2 separate regions of the Gossypium hirsutum genome follow, and region 1 is linked to region 2. Evidence: chromatin contacts called from public Hi-C data. All regions are on one chromosome and are shown on one strand. Each heading gives the region's core, a stretch centred on a gene start, on an enhancer-like site or on the middle of the called end of the contact. The rest is flanking DNA. Distances are from core to core; before and after follow the strand shown. Region 1 holds the start of LOC121222529 (auxin response factor 16). Region 2 has its middle 21 kb from the start of LOC121222528.

Region 1 (4,185 bases), core at 18-2,517, 47 kb before region 2:
TACTCCACCCCGTCGTCAAAAGATGTCGACGAGGCGTCCCCCTATATATATGCCTAAATTTCCAAACCTCACCATGAACATCCTTAGCAAGAATAGTCTGAACAGGGGGTTCAGCATTATAATCCAACCTAGGAAATATAGTCTCCGCGCAATACCGCGGAACCGAGAACCCCCCACCGTTGTTAGCATCAGACTGAGTCAATGTCTTAGCAAAGGAAGCAGATTTTTCAGGGTTCTCCACCCCAACATTCCCATCAAAACCATCATCTTCAACCCCAAAACTGTTCTCTCTCAAAGGAACCAACATGATTTTAGCATAAACCTCATCGGTTTCGGGATCCGCCATAAACCTAACGGCGGAAACCCGACACAAGACGAGTGACGGAATCGGGAGATTCCCAAAATCTACATTCCCATTGGCATGCTCAGCATGACCCTGAGGGAAATAGAACACCTTAGAGTTCACTGATGGCATTTGTACCATACCACCAGCACAAGCATGCCATAGCTGAGGATCTAAGCATTTTTCTGAATTTTTCACAACTTCTTTCCTAGAATCCATGACTGTTATCATTTTTTCCCCAATTATATGGACAAAAAGAAAAAAACAAACCCTTTCTTTACTCTGTTTTTTTCTCACTTGATGATTACCTGTTAGTACATGAAAATCAAAAGACATGCCTCAGTAAATATTAAAGAAACAAAATTTATACACACACACATATATATAAATCCACAAATTAGCTACAATTGAACAAAACCCAGAAAAAAATAAAGAAAAAGAAAGGAACAATACATTCATAATTATTATTTTTTTAAATGAGAAATTAGAAAAGAATTAAAAGACCTTACCTTTTGAACAAAAGGAGATATTTTTCCACCAAAAGAAGGAAAACCCAGATTAAGATGAATCAAAAAGAAGAATAACAATGCAAAAAAAAAAGAAAAGAAACTAAAACTAAACCCTTTTTTAAAGCCAAAAAGGAAAAAAAAAAGAAAAAGAGAGAAAGAACAATTGAAGAACTTTGAGAAGGAAATAAGAAAAGAGAGTAAAAGGGTGTTTTAGTTAAAGGGAAAGTGAAGAGCGAGTGAGAGTTTTAAAGAAGATGAGAAGAGGAGATGAGATGAAAGATTTTGTGTTATTTGCCGACCAGGAACTCTCAGTTAAAAGCCCTTGTCAGTATTTACTTCGGTCCGGTTCCGGTTCCGGTTCGCTTCGGGAAAGGATTTATAAAAATTGAAATGAAAATATAAATTATTTTATTTTATTGTTTCAGACCTGGACAGTTGTGGCTTTATTTTGACAAGGAGTGTTGACCACGCGGCATGGAAGCAAGTGGGAACATATCCCCTATAAATCAGAAAAAGGAAACATCCAACGAATAAAAAATTAATCAGAGAATTTAATTTTATAATTATTTAATAAATCTCTCTCTCTCCTAAATTAAAATATTTAGATAATCCCCAAAATTAAAAGTTATTTTTTATGTTGATTTTAAATATCACGATATTTTGCTGGAAGATATCACGATTTTCATGCAACTCTGAAATCAAGGCTGACTACACTTAAAGTTTTCATTTTGTCCGAGGCCCTAACTCTTCGGGACTAACCATGGTTAATTTATTTATTTTTTTAATTTATATAAATAATGTTTAAAAATTTATTAGCTATTCAATATTTTTCTCCAAAAGAAACGAAAAATTATCATTTTTTGGTGAGTAATTTATAATAGATTATTTAGTTATTATTTAAGGAAAATATTTATTTAAAGCAAAAACTTTTATTTCCCAAAATATTATCATGTATGTCACTTGCCATTGAAAAATATTTCAGTTCTTTTTATTATTATAAAAATCAATACATTTTTTTCCATCAAAGAAAATTAAAAATATTTTTCCACCTATTTTCTCTCTCTTTTTATTTTTATTTAATCCATTAAGTAAGTGCCAAGTGTATTTTAACTTTTTCTTTATCTTACATAAACTACAAAATCTAAAGGCTCTTTTTTTAAACTAATTAATCTATTTATATTAATTATCTTTTTAATTAACTGGTCAACACTTTGACTCTTCTTTTCAGTGTTTGTTATTGTCTTTCTTGATCCTAAGATCCGAAGAACAAGATTTTATCCTTACTACTCGGATTAGGGTTTAACATTTTTTTCCAAAGAAAAAAAACACTTTTTTATCAAAATATGAAATTACAAATTTACCCTTGAAATTAGGGTTATTATTTAATGGAATGATATATATAAATAAAAATTAAAAATTAAAAGGTGTTGGTATTACTAATGGAGTATGGATTTATAGTAATTATAATTAAACAGGGTATTAAAATTAATTTTAGACTTGTTGAATTGGGGAAAAAAAAGAGTGTTAATATAATGATAATTATTATAGGTCAATAATTAAAAGCGAGAGACTATGCATGGATTAAGGAATATTAGTTGGTAAAATTAGATGATGGTGACATTGAGATTAAGGACAATTTAATCTGTTTGATTACAAGTGTTGCATGAAAAAACCAAATTATTCGGCACTTGATTAAGACCTTGGTCGGTCTTGTTTTAGACCCTCTTTTTAGGGTACCAAAATTTTAGCCAACAAATCAACCCCCCTCCCCCCAAAATAATTTTTGTAATTTTTTCAATTGGTGTTGGGTTTTCTTTTCTTCAATGTATTTATATCAGCGATCATCTTTCTGCGTTAGGAGGTAGATATTGGTCATGAATTTTAAAACTGTTTTATATTTAGAGTGAAAAATAAATACTCCTGGAAGAGATTTTTTTTATATTTAATTGATTTTAAGTTTTAGAAATTTATCAATTTGTGCATTCATGTTATTACTTTTGTATGTATAACAAGTATTTTAAGTTGTGACATGTATATATGTATCTTTTGTCTCACAAAATTGTTGCATTTATTATTTTTAACGGTGAATAGTTTCTGACAATTTTTTAAAATATATTGTTCTGAAAAGAATAATTGACCAAAATTTTAGAAAGTTAAATGTGGCAATTTAATTTGGAAAGACAATGTATATATCTTGACATGATGACAGATTTTCCTGTATTATGTTTAACATTATAATGGAGTTGATGTGATCCATCAATTAGATCATAAAAAAAATATAAAAGATTTTTTATTTTTATAAAGTAATAAATATTATTTTAAGGGTAATTTTATCTTTTCATTTAGAATCTAGAAAACTACTTGCATTTGACGGGATTTGAACCTAAAATTTTATAAATTTTATTCTCAAATTTATCATTTCAATCAAAGTCATATTTGATTATTATATTATTTTTTTTAAAAATTGTTACATATATTTTTCACTATCATTGTGAGTAGGCTTTAAAACATTCATGAATTTTTGATGTGTCTGTGTTATTTTCTGTGTCCTTTTTGTATTTTATATTCCATTCTCCTTGTGTTTTTTTTTTCACATCTAGTCAATTTTTTTAAAATCAGACCGATGGTCGGACTAATCAGGTCATGGGTTCGTCGACCCGACATGTTTGATTAAAAAATTAAAAATAAAAATAATCAACTCAACCAGTTTTTTAGTTGATTAAATTGGTCTATATTGATTCCCAATTTAATTTATTCAAAATCATTCTTCGGACCGATATCTCAACCGATTCCCAATCCAACCAATGATGAGTTCAAACATTGTTTCACCTAATTTTTTTAAGTATAAAATTACCAAATCAAGATTTTTACTATGTGCATTTGGAAATATACAGAGAGTGATATATTACAAGCTCATATTAAGGTTAGAGGTAAATTTTGAATTTATTATTTTTTTCAACATGAAATAAAAACACAAATATTAAGTTAAAAGAGATGAATAAATTAAAAAAATTCTTAATAATTGATTATGGTTAGTGCTAGCTTTTTGGGTGCCTTTTTTTTACATTTGAGCTATTTATGGAAATAATTGTCATTAATGGTTATGAAATAAAATAATAATAATTATAATATTTTCACAAAATTTGCTAAGTAGTGGAAAGCAAACTTCAACAACAAATATATCATTTTCCCAATATTAATTATTTGATATAGACAGGGTACCAATCTATTTAAACTATAAATATACATTTATGACAACATTGGTCATGGAGAAAGGTAAGCCATTGTCTAGCACTTCAATGTTCTAATAATATTTGCCAATGAAAAAATAAA
Region 2 (4,157 bases), core at 1,128-3,627:
CTAAGGAAATTCTATGTGGGATTTGGGCAGTTAGATGAAACTTTGCAAGTTTGTGATTTAGTTGATGAATTTGAGAATTGGGATTGGACCCATCTTAAAAATTTCCTACCAAATCCAATTGTGATGCGAAATAGCCTTGGTATTGCCTCATTCGTTGGATGTAGAGAATGATCGACTATCGTGGAGATGGGCAACTAGAAATTCCTTTTCCATGTTGGATGCATATAGAGGTATGTACCAATCTTAGTTGACAAATAATTCTAATGTTTGGAAATTGTTTTGGAAAGCCAAGGTACCGCAGCGGGTTAGAGTGTTCATTTGACTATTATGGAATAATAGACTTTTGACGAATGAGGAGAGAGTTAGAAGACATATGGATTGTGAAAGCAATTGCCCGAGATGCAATTTTACCAAAGAATCTGAGTTACACGATGTCAAAGATTGCTCATTCCCACGAGTAGTTTGGACTTCGATTGTACCATCATAGAAATAAGTATTATTTTTCTCCTTACCTTTTGATGAATGGATTATTTGGAACTTGCAAAACATGGGAAAGTGCGATAACCAGGAGTTGGATGGGCAAATGTTTCTTCTTATTTTTTGTTGGTTACTATGGAAAAACAGAAATATGTTTGTATTTTCTGGCAGTCACAGCTCTGTCCAGGATGTGGTAGATATAGGTATCGGTTTGACGAAGGACATATGGTGTCTGATATGAATCAGTCTGTGCCAGAGATTGGATGGGTTAAACTCAATACAGATGATGTAGTTTCGCTTAGTTCTTACTTAGCTGCAATTGGAGGAGTCATTAGAGATGAGGATGGTAATTGGTTGTGTGGCTATGCGATGATATTGGGGAGAGATGAAGTTTTCAGGACAGAAGCGAGGTCTATGCTTGAAGGGCTACGTCTGGCTTGGGAGAAGAGATACCGACAGGTTGAACTTGAATGCGATGATATTGGGGAGAGATGAAGTTTTCAGGATAGAAGTGAAGTCTATGCTTGAAGGGCTACGTCTGGCTTGGGAGAAGAGGTACCGACAGGTTGAACTTGAATCTGATAATGCTCTTTTGGTAGAATTAGTTTTGTCTAGCAAACTTATTGATAGCCCTCTTATGGAAATACGGGCCATCCATACACTCTTACAAAGGAATTGGAAAGTCCATATCTGCCATATTCCTAGAGATCATAATGTAGTTATGGATTTCATAGCTAAGTAAACTGGTATAAATTTTACCAGTTTATAGGTGTTTTTTGAACCTCTTCAAGCTATGTGGGAGTTAATCCAAAAGGATATTATGGGCTATTATTTTTCTACGTATTTCTGTAATCGCTTAATGTAGTTTTTATTTACCAAAAAAAGCAAGCGGTAAATTTAAGATTTTGCCAATTTAATTGACAAGGACTAAAATCTCACCATGTGCATATTTTTATTTTTATTAGTTTTTATTAAAATAAAAAGATTAAAATACCTTAAAATAATATAACTGATTTCAATTAAGAAAGAACATTTTCGTAATTTTCTTAATCGAGTTGGTACTCGTTCGACTCATAACACCAACTTATTATCAGAAAAATTACAAAACATTAAATTTAATATAATTTAGATTTGATAATTTTGATACAAACATGACATATATAAAACCAAAAAAATAATGTGATAATTTTCTTTTGGTCTAGATTTCTAAGTATTCAATATATTCAAAGTCAAATTTGAGAAAAATTTCCAATTTTCTTCATTTAAAAAGAAATCTGAAACTTTAATTAAAAAACAGGAGGATAATGTTGAACATAGATACCATATTCACATATAAACAATTATGACAACAAAAATTGCCGACACATTATACATATATGTATTCCTTTATGTTAATGTTTCCTTAGGCACTAAATGAATATTAAATCTAAATAAAATTACTATTATTTGGGAGATTATGTAACAATGTAAATTTATGATATATTCTTAGAGTAAATTCATCCTTCATCCAAATAAATAAAGCCAAAATATAAACTTTTACTCTGAACTCATATTATTCTCAACCGTATCTGTACATAGACTTGTGTTAAATTACAAAATTTATCTGCATTTACTATGCTGAAAATTACTGACACTAAAAAAGAAAAGAAGAAGACTTATTCTTGTATATTTTTGGGGTTTGTAAATTTTGTCATTGATGTAATCGTAGCCGTTTGTCACCATTCAAACCTGACAAACACGTAAAGATAGCAGTGACTGCCAAAGCCGGTCCTGCTGACATTAACCCGCAAAGCGAGCGTGACAACATAAAGACAAAGGGTAATAGTTAAGAATAATCCATGTGTCTAATGATGGAGAGATCTGGTTTTTACTGATTGGACCCCACAAAGGGGTGACTGTGAGATTCTCGTCAGAGAAAAGGCAGAAGTGATGGGACAAATGACGTGTGGGACCCAAAAGTAGTGGGACCGTGTCCGAATCTCTGTCGTTTCTTCTAGGTTGGAATGAGAAGCTATGATAACCCAGTTTTGTCGGAAACCCCCCTTTTTCTTTAATGAAAACTTTGTCCCTTTCCTACGAGTTAAAAATTATATATATGTTAAATTAATTTGTCAATGGACAAGTATGAACATGACAAAAATATAATTACGAATATTCACCAAAAAAAAGTGTTTTAAACAAAATATAAATTTAATCCTTTAACTTTAATCTAATGTACAATATGTTATTTGCACCAGAAATGTTTAATGTGATATTCGTGCTATTATGTTGTCTATCAATATGCCCCAAAATCTTCACAATTTTAAATTTATTTGTTGATTGACAAATAAATTATATGATAAAAAAAAAGGATATGTAAAGTTCGAAACCAATTATATGATAACACAAGACATTTCAAATGCCACCCATGCAAAACATATATACACACATGGGTGAATTAATAATTTTTTTTAGGGTGCAGGAATTGAATAATAAATTTTTAAAAGATTAAAAATAATTTTATAATGTATTAATTTATTATTTTATCATTATTTAAGGGGTTAAACATAATTTTCTTATTTTAAGAGTTAATGTGTAATTTTATCATAAATTAATTTTTAATTTAATCATCTTATAAGGGACTTGAATAACAATTTTCCATTTGAAAGTGGCCAAGACCTCCACCTACCTTTATATTTGCCCATGTATTATGTATTATGTATATACCTGCTCATGGGTCGGGCCACCCAGCTGGGCCCGAAAGCCTACCCGAAAAATGAGATTATTTGGATAAAAAATATAGGTCCAAAAATTGGACTTGGGTGAAAAAATATGGCCCATTTAGAACACAGGCCGGGCTTTAGGTAAGGCTTTTTTGGCCCTGAGCCTGGCCCAACCCGAATATGCTAAAAAATTGGGTTTTTTTACTGTTTTTTATTATTTTATTATTGATTTTTTTCACTATTTTGATACCATTTCACTATTATGTTTCTATTATTTTATTGTTCTGTATAACTCTTGTATTATTGTTAATTTTGTTACTATTTTAGAAATATTTGCTTGTTAAGTTGCACCTATCTTAGTGTTATTTAAGTAAATATTTTTTAAATTTATTTTTAATTTGTTGGGAAATATTTATTTTAATATTTTTAGTATTTTTGATGTATTATATTTTTTTAAATATATATAAAATAATAGTATAAAAAATTAATATGGGTGGGCAGGGCCAAGCCCAAGTCTTAGCATTTTTATCTAGGTCGGGCCTGGGCAAAATTTTAATCCCATTTTTCGGGTCAGACTCAGGCCTAAAATTTTGGTTGCCCCCGACTTAACCCATGAGCACCTCTAACTATGTATATACATGTCGCACATATAAATTTAACAATTTTTAAAGCTTTGAGGTACATTGATATATTGGTAAAATTACACAAGTTCCATATTAAATATTTTTAAAAATTATATACAAGATAAATATTTTTATACAAAGTACAAGGTTATATTTTTTTACATAAATTTATTATATTTTAAGTATTTACTCATCTTAAATCAATTATAGTATTATTTGTGTATTTTACTTTTTATTTTAGTATTTCCTTAACCAATATTTTCTCTCTTCTTTTTCTCAATTTTCCTTTTTTATAAAATGAGGGTTACGCAGGGGTTCTTCATTTTTCTTTTACCTATCAAAATACAATTTACAA

Evidence for each region. Hi-C and Micro-C count contacts between places; a contact is called where the count stands out from the background.
Region 1: a contact with region 2 is called in a Hi-C map of leaf, with 4 times the contacts expected there. The contact joins the promoter of LOC121222529 here to the enhancer-like site in region 2. A contact is called at or near these places in 22 of 34 Hi-C or Micro-C datasets (anther, callus, cotyledon and 4 more).

What each region holds. Positions count from the first base shown.
Region 1 is chrD10:61,108,554-61,112,738 of Gossypium_hirsutum_v2.1, reverse strand. LOC121222529 (auxin response factor 16) reads right to left here and starts at 1,267. Exons shown (of 4, transcript XM_041103517.1): 1 at 853-1,267; 2 at 1-651. The coding sequence starts at 574.
Region 2 is chrD10:61,062,956-61,067,112 of Gossypium_hirsutum_v2.1, reverse strand. No RefSeq gene overlaps it. Among protein-coding and RNA genes, the nearest start is that of LOC121222528, 21 kb to the right of the region's middle. Within about 2 kb of position 2,377, at least 3 of the 9 cell types and tissues checked have an H3K27ac peak or open chromatin away from gene starts, as enhancers often do. A contact at or near this core is called in leaf, where this site is marked.